2 separate regions of the Columba livia genome follow, and region 2 is linked to region 1. The links are chromatin contacts, called in public Hi-C maps. All regions are on one chromosome and are shown on one strand. Each heading gives the region's core, a stretch centred on a gene start, on an enhancer-like site or on the middle of the called end of the contact. The rest is flanking DNA. Distances are from core to core; before and after follow the strand shown.

Evidence for each region. A called contact is a pair of places that touch in the nucleus more often than the background predicts.
Region 2: a contact with region 1 is called in a Hi-C map of crop, with 4 times the contacts expected there. The contact joins the promoter of SMNDC1 here to the enhancer-like site in region 1. A contact is called at or near these places in 2 of 2 Hi-C or Micro-C datasets (crop and liver).

The regions. Positions count from the first base shown.
Region 1 is chr6:11,107,426-11,111,196 of bColLiv1.pat.W.v2, forward strand. No RefSeq gene overlaps it. Among named protein-coding and RNA genes, the nearest start is that of SMC3, 7.0 kb to the left of the region's middle. Within about 2 kb of position 2,391, at least 2 of the 3 cell types and tissues checked have an H3K27ac peak away from gene starts, as active enhancers do.
Region 2 is chr6:11,232,473-11,235,797 of bColLiv1.pat.W.v2, forward strand. SMNDC1 (survival motor neuron domain containing 1) reads left to right here and starts at 1,433. Exons shown (of 6, transcript XM_065067049.1): 1 at 1,433-1,584; 2 at 2,230-2,349. The coding sequence starts at 2,230.

The DNA.
Region 1 (3,771 bases), core at 1,141-3,640:
TGCCGGACTGGCTGCTCACTCCAAAGCTGCATCTGCAGAAAAACTGATTATTTGCTGTTGTGAAAGAGTGGGTGAGGGACCGAGGGGAAGTGGCAGTGCCTGCCCAGGCCCCAGAGGTGTTGCTGGTTGGATGATATCATTGACCAAATGGATATTTTGCAACCAGTTCCCAGCAGTGCCAGGACACAGACTAACCGAGAGCCACAGAGACTCCCTGTGGGAACTGGTGGGTGGATGCAGAGAAGTGGCCAAACGCCTGCGCTGGGCACACGTGGTGTGGTGAGCCAGGCTGTGGGGCCAGGGGCAGAAAGAGCCCGCCTGGGTCTGTGACCCATGCCACCTCATTTCAGGGCAGCTTTTTCAGTCTTTGTGGCCAATATGAACAAAATTATGTTGACAGAGATGCCAGACTAGACATCTGATTTGCACAGAGCATTCTGAAATACCGAAAAATCCCTTTCCTCCTGCCTCTACTGCTCATTAGCACCTGGAAGGAGACAGCCGCAGTAAATTTGTAATTAGATTAGAACACAAATAATTATTTTGGCTGACCACATCCATCCAACAAAGTAATACACATCCAAACTGATGAACCACATCACAATCACATTGCCTGGATTTTACTCTCAATTTGAGCCACCCGTCTGCAGCCTCCGGACCCACAAGCAAATGTGATTTTTCTAGCTCTGGCACCAACACCAGCCCCAGGAAAAAGCAGATTCCTTTCCACGGGGCATTTTCACACTAAGGCAGGTGAGTTGCTGGCCTTACGGCATCTGACCAACGTTCACAAGCTGCAGAAACTTCACCTGACACCGGGTGGCCTCCTCTAAGTGTGAAATTTCCTCCTGTCCTTTGAAGATCAAAAGAAAGCAAAGATAACTTCCAGCTTTATCATGGTAACTAAGACCACTACCCCAGAGATTATCTCCGACCAACCTCCCCCCCAGTTTTAACACTCAGCATCATTTCTCAGGCTGTTCCCAGGCTGAGCCCAGGGACAGCAGGACATCCTTCTCCTATCACACCCAGCCTGGCAGGCTTCACCGCTGCAGCTTTTCGCAGTTTGGTCCAGATAACAGGCATCTTTTTTTTTTTTTTAATCTTTTTCAGCCCCCCAAAGAGGTGTCTTGCTGTTTATTCTACCTGATCTCCCTTTGTCCCAGCCTGCTGTGCCTGCTGTCTCCCCTCGTGTCCTCAGCTCCCTCCTGTAGGGGGGCTGGAAGGGAAGGAAATGGAAAGACAAACCGAGAAACCAAGATGGGAACACTGCCTGAAGCCTCTTGGCAGCCTCCCCTGATGTCTGCAGACATCCTCCACTTGTCCCCATGACCTTTCCCCAGGATCCCCCAAACCCAAGCACCGAGCAGGGCAGTAGTTGGTTATGCAGAACCCTTCTCCTTACCCAGTCCTCCCCATACACACGGCTGAGGCGTATCCCTGTCAGATGTCACATTCAGGTCCAGAAAATCTCCTTGCAGCTGCGTTTGGTAATTAGAATTGCCAGAAGCCACTTTAGCACTTAGTAGCACAGGGAACCCTCCCCTTCTCCCCACTGGTGGCCCCTGATCCATCCTCTCAAGCATATCCGCCTGAGTATGTCACGCTGGCTGCCAGAAAACCAGCTGCTCTTCACAGCTGGATTTAGTAAACTGAACCATATCAATGCTTTAGCTCTCGGTAGCACATGGTTTTCTTGCCACCCACCCAGGGCTCCCATCGCCTGCTTCCTGCCAGAGCGGCTGCTCCAGTGCACCATGGTTGTCTGAAACACTGTCTGATTGGTTTTGTTTTTATAACTAAATAAAACGTTATAGGCTGGGGGGAGAAAAAATAAAACACCACACAAAAAAACCACACCAAAACTAAACACACACCTAAAAACTCTCTTGTAATAGGGAACATATGGGCCTACAAGCACAGTACAATAAATGCATCATGTTAATGAGGTTTTGTGCTTAGGACAGCCTTTGTCCATGGGTCTAATTTGCATTGCAAACATATGAAAAAAGCCTTTCTCAGAATGAGATTGATGTCATTATCCCTGATGCAAGGCAGGATGCAAAAACATATGGATAAGCCTACAAGAAACATTTGGAGAGAAATTCAGGTCCACTCTAGCAGCAAAATGCTTCTTGTGTGAGCAAAGCCACATCAGCAAAACTTTGCTTTGTACCAACAGAGCAGAAACATCCTCTGTGGGAGAAATGATCTGTGCTGCGGAAAACACAGTTTTGCTGCTACAGTTCTTTTCTATATATTCTCAGGGGATCCCTCTGGTCAGCTCGGTCAGTCCAGCTCTCACTCACTTCCTTTATGCTTTTGACAAATGTGACTGTGCCAGCAGGAGTGCAGCTGCATCACTTGCCCTGAAAGCCAAGGGCAGAGCCCACAATCGATCCCAGGCTGCCTGACCCCCTGGTCCCTCCATTAGCCACAGTAATTACTAGGGGCAACACGGACATTGCTAGGGAGGCCATGGGTTGAAAGCATCTCTAGGAGACGAATGCACACAGTTCTTCTCCGTTCCTGTTAGAAATCTGCCTAATCTTGGCCAGCCTCTCAGGGCCCAGCCGGATGGCAGTTAATGGTCATGCTGGAATTCGTGTCAATTGATTTTCCAGTTAACTTGACTTAACATGATTGGAGGCATCGGAGCAGAGAGGACATACCCGTTGTTCCAGTTTGAGTCCTGCAGACCTCATATTCCATTTCAATGCAGCGTCAAGTCTAGTTCCAATTAGAAGAAATGATTCCTTAGAAGATTTTATGCAAAGATTCATCCAGGCCCTGATCCGAAGCCCATTGCATTCAGGAACTGTCCTCCCCACTGAAGGCAATAGGCTTTGGATCAGGGCCTGGAGGCAGCTTGCAATGTATGGACAATTTAATAACCAGAGATGACTCACTATCAGACTCTGTCTACTTTACAAAGGAGTCTCAGAAATGGAGTATCTGTGTGACAGAAATAAAACACTATTCTGACACACAAGAGAGCCAATGAAAAACCCCTTTATCGCTTCACTTGAGAGACTTAAGTCTTGTCTGATGAACGCTTACTCATGTGAGTAACTTTACTAACATGAGCAGCTCAGCAAAACCAAGTCTGGAAAAATGGTTATGCCAAAGGGGTTTGAGGTCTTTATCAGTCTGCCTGTCATTTTTGAGCATCTAACAGACCCAGCAGATCAGGCACCTTCATGTGCTTCCTGTCCTGAAATCCTGTGACTGCAGTGAGCCTGGTCCTGGGTGGGGACCTGCGTGTCACGTAGCTGTAGGATTTACGCTGTGGGTGCTTCCCACTTGTTCTCACATACAGCACATCCAATGGTTCCCATGGATCCCATGCAAGCTTTTCTCCTAGAGGTGCTTTCCATGGGTGGTCTCCCTAGCATGGGTCCTATCCTGGTGTGCCAAGAAAAATCCTTGACAGATACATGAGAGCCCCACAGCAGTGCTATCCCTTTGGGGCTTTGTGTTTCTTTCTCCCTTTCTATCTACCATGGTCATTTCTGGTCCTGAATTACTGGCTTTCTGGGTTGGTTTGGTGTTTGTGCAGCTCTCAGCACAACAGGTCTTGCTAGGGTTCCCAGGAGCTACAAATAACTTCCATGAGGTAGACTAGTACTTGAAAGGGATATTTAGGGGCCATAAATCCTCTTAAATAACTAGACAATGCTGGAAGAAGTGCTGAGCATTTCAGCTCTAACCACAGAAGCCATTTCTCGTGATAATCTTTACATTCCCTGCAAGTGTTCATAGGCAGGACAC
Region 2 (3,325 bases), core at 183-2,682, 120 kb after region 1:
ATTGTACTAATGTCCATTTTAACTCATAGATACACTCAGTCATTAGCGTTGCTCTGTACCTATAAATTTCTATGTCTTTTCAACAGTCATTGATCTGTCCATGAACTCTTACCAGAAGATGTTTTCTATATCTATTTCTAGGTCATTAATAAAAATACTAGAAAAATGCTACTGTTGTTTTCCTAGTTGTTACACTTGGTCTCATCAATCAGTCTGCAAACGGCGTCCAATAATTTCTGTATTTTAATTACCAAATCATACACAAAGATACAGAAAATGAGTTTTATCTTGAGTCAGGATATCCTCTGAGGGTATAAACCAAGTGTCACAGAACACAGTAGATATATTTCTCCCTTAATATGTAAACAAAGCCAAGGAGTCCAAGTGAGGTCACTTTCCTGTGAAGCCACGCAAGCTGTGACTGTGAGGGACAGGATGTTTGCAGGAGACGCGGATCCTCCTGGGAATACCAAGAAGCTCCTTGGGCGCCTGCTCAATTCACCCGGCCCACAGGCTCAAGGCCAAATTAATGACTGGATTTCCAGCAGGAAATAGTTTTTCCTTCCTGTGACAGGCTTGAAGAAGCCACTGAGCTTTTCCTGCCCCTCTCCTCTCCTATTGTAGGCTCAAATACCGAAAGCTACTCAAAGTTGTTTGGTAGTAAGTTTTGCATGGTTTTAATTATCACTGAAGCAGCCAGAAAGTCCCATGTTTGAGAGTGAAAAAATAAATGCATCAAGGGTGAATGTCACAAGGAGGGAGCCAGGCTCTTCTGAGTGACAACCAGTGATAGGAAAAGGAGCAATGGGTGCAAATTGGAACGCAGAAGGTTCCACTTAAATATGAGAAGAAACTTCTCAGTGAGGGTGACAGAACACACAATGTTAGAGATTGGAAAGGACCTCAAAAGCTCATCCAATCCAATCCCCACACCAGAGCTGAAACACCTTGGTGAGGTCACACAGGAAGGTGTCCAGGGGGGTCTGAATGTCTCCAGAGTAGGAGACTCCACAACCCCCCTGGGCAGCCTGGTCCAGGCTCTGCCACCCTCACTGAGAAGAAGTTTCTTCTCATATATAAGTGGAACCTCCTGTGTTCCAGTTTGTACCCATTGCCCCTTGTCCTGTCATTGGCTGTCACCGAGAAGAGCCTGGATCCATCCTCCTGACACTCACCCTTTGGATATTGACAAACATTAACGAGCTCACCCCTGAACCGCCTCCAAACACAACACGCCCCGCACGCCCCGCACACAACGCCCTCACGCGCTCCCCGCGCGCCTGCGCGCTCCCGCGGCCTCGCGAGGCTGCACGGGCAAATCCCCCCGCCCCGCTGAGCCCCGCACGTGACCCGAAGGCCGCGTGATCTGGCTGAGGCGCTCGGCCAACCAGCGCCGCGCGCCGGAAGCACGTGACCGGACGGGGTTGGGAGGGGGCTCTCGCGAGCGCCGGCGCGCGCTCGGCCTTTGCCCCGCCCCCGCTCCCGGTCTGCGGCGAAGGAGACGGAACCGCCGCGGCCCGACGGGATCCAGAGCGGCGCCGTTCGCCCGCCCCCGGCCGGCACGGGCCCCGCACGCCCGCCGAGGTGAGAGCCGGCGGCTGCTCGCCGCCCTCCTGGCTCGCGCTCCGCCGCCCGGCGGCCTCGTCCGGCTGCGCTTTGGCGTAGCCTGGATCTAGGCCTCGGCTTAGGCCTGAGCCTGGGCCTGTCCGCCGGGCCCGGGCCGCCTGCCGAGCCGTTCCGCCGCACCCCGAGCCGCCCGGCTCGGGCCGACAGGTGACGGGTGGCCCAGGGATGGGCTCGCCGGCCCTGATGCCGGGCGGTTGGGTCCCAGGAGGATTTCGGTGAAGGAGACCGCGGCTTGGGGCAGCCGGAGGGACAAAGCTGCAGTGCGCGGTAGTTCTGTACAGACGTGGGTGATTCCGAGGGCGCCTCAAGGCTGTGCAGCCTGTGTGCTGTAAGTGATGCGTTTTCCCAGCGCACACAGGCGCATGTCTAGGCTTTCTGTTTAATAAATTGCTTGGGGGTAGTTGTACAGTACAACACTAAGGTAAGTGGCTATCTGTAGTCAAATAGTGAGTTACTGAAAGTTAGTGAGTTGTGTTTTTAATACTTCAGTAATAGCTTTTCGTGTTATTTATTAATCAATTCCACTTTACGTGCTCCACAGGAGCTGATTAAAAAGCAGCAAGGCTGTTGGTTTTATCTTCTGTGTGTGAATGTTTCTTGCAGATGTCAGAAGACCTTGCTAAGCAGTTAGCTAGCTACAAAGCTCAGCTTCAGCAGGTTGAGGCTGCCTTATCTGGAAATGCAGAAAATGAAGATTTACTAAAACTGAAGAAAGACTTACAGGTGAGAACTTGAGGGCATGAGCAGTTGAAACTTTAGGGTGTTTTGCAAGTGTTTCAGCTTTCCTGAATGTTTGCATTGCAGCAAAAATATATGCTTTGTGGTTTATTACTTTCTTTTTGCGTATTTTGATACAGTTATGGTAGGGATGGTTTGCAAAAATGCAAAATGTGGCCTATTTTAAACTTGTAGATTAGTGAAAAAGATGTACTAATTTATATAGCAAACTCATCTGCTAAAAACTTAGCCAGAGTGATGAAAGATATGCCAGTGCTGTCTTGACTGTCTCTTTTATTGTTTTTTTTTAAAGCATTTTTCAGAAAACAATTATTTTTTTGTTGGTTTTACTGTGCTGAAGCCTGACGATTTGGCTTAACATTATACTTTTCTGCTTATTTTTGAGTTCTCAAATAATTTGATCCAGAATCTGTTTGTTCATTACTTGGATTTGCAATGATAAAAGCTTTAGAGTGTAGTTCAATATTCCTTGTACGTCTAAGCCTTGATGGTGTTAAGGTTTTTCTATAAGAAAGGAACAGAGTCGTATTCTTCATTTACCATCTGTGTTTTTTTTTTAAACATTTGAGAACATACCGCATTCTTAAGAGCTAAAAGTAATTTCTGGTCCTTCAGGTATTGTTTGGTGACAGGAAGACCACCAGCCCAATTTTAAGCTGATAAGTGGTCTCTTAGATTTTTGAGCATATAAAGACACATTGGCATATAAATACGAAACCAGCAGTACTGTTAAAATTTATCATGAGAGTGCAAGATGCTGCTTCACTTCTGTTGTGGATTGCTTTAGCTTCTGGATCTAAAAATATATCAAACTACCCAGAGTTAGTAACCACTGTTTGTATGGAAATAACAGCGATAAAAATGATGCTTCAACCAAAGTGCGAGTAGTGCCTCAAATCAGTGATCTTTAGAATTCCTTTTAAATTACAAAGGCTTTGTGCCCACAAGGCACTTTATAGAT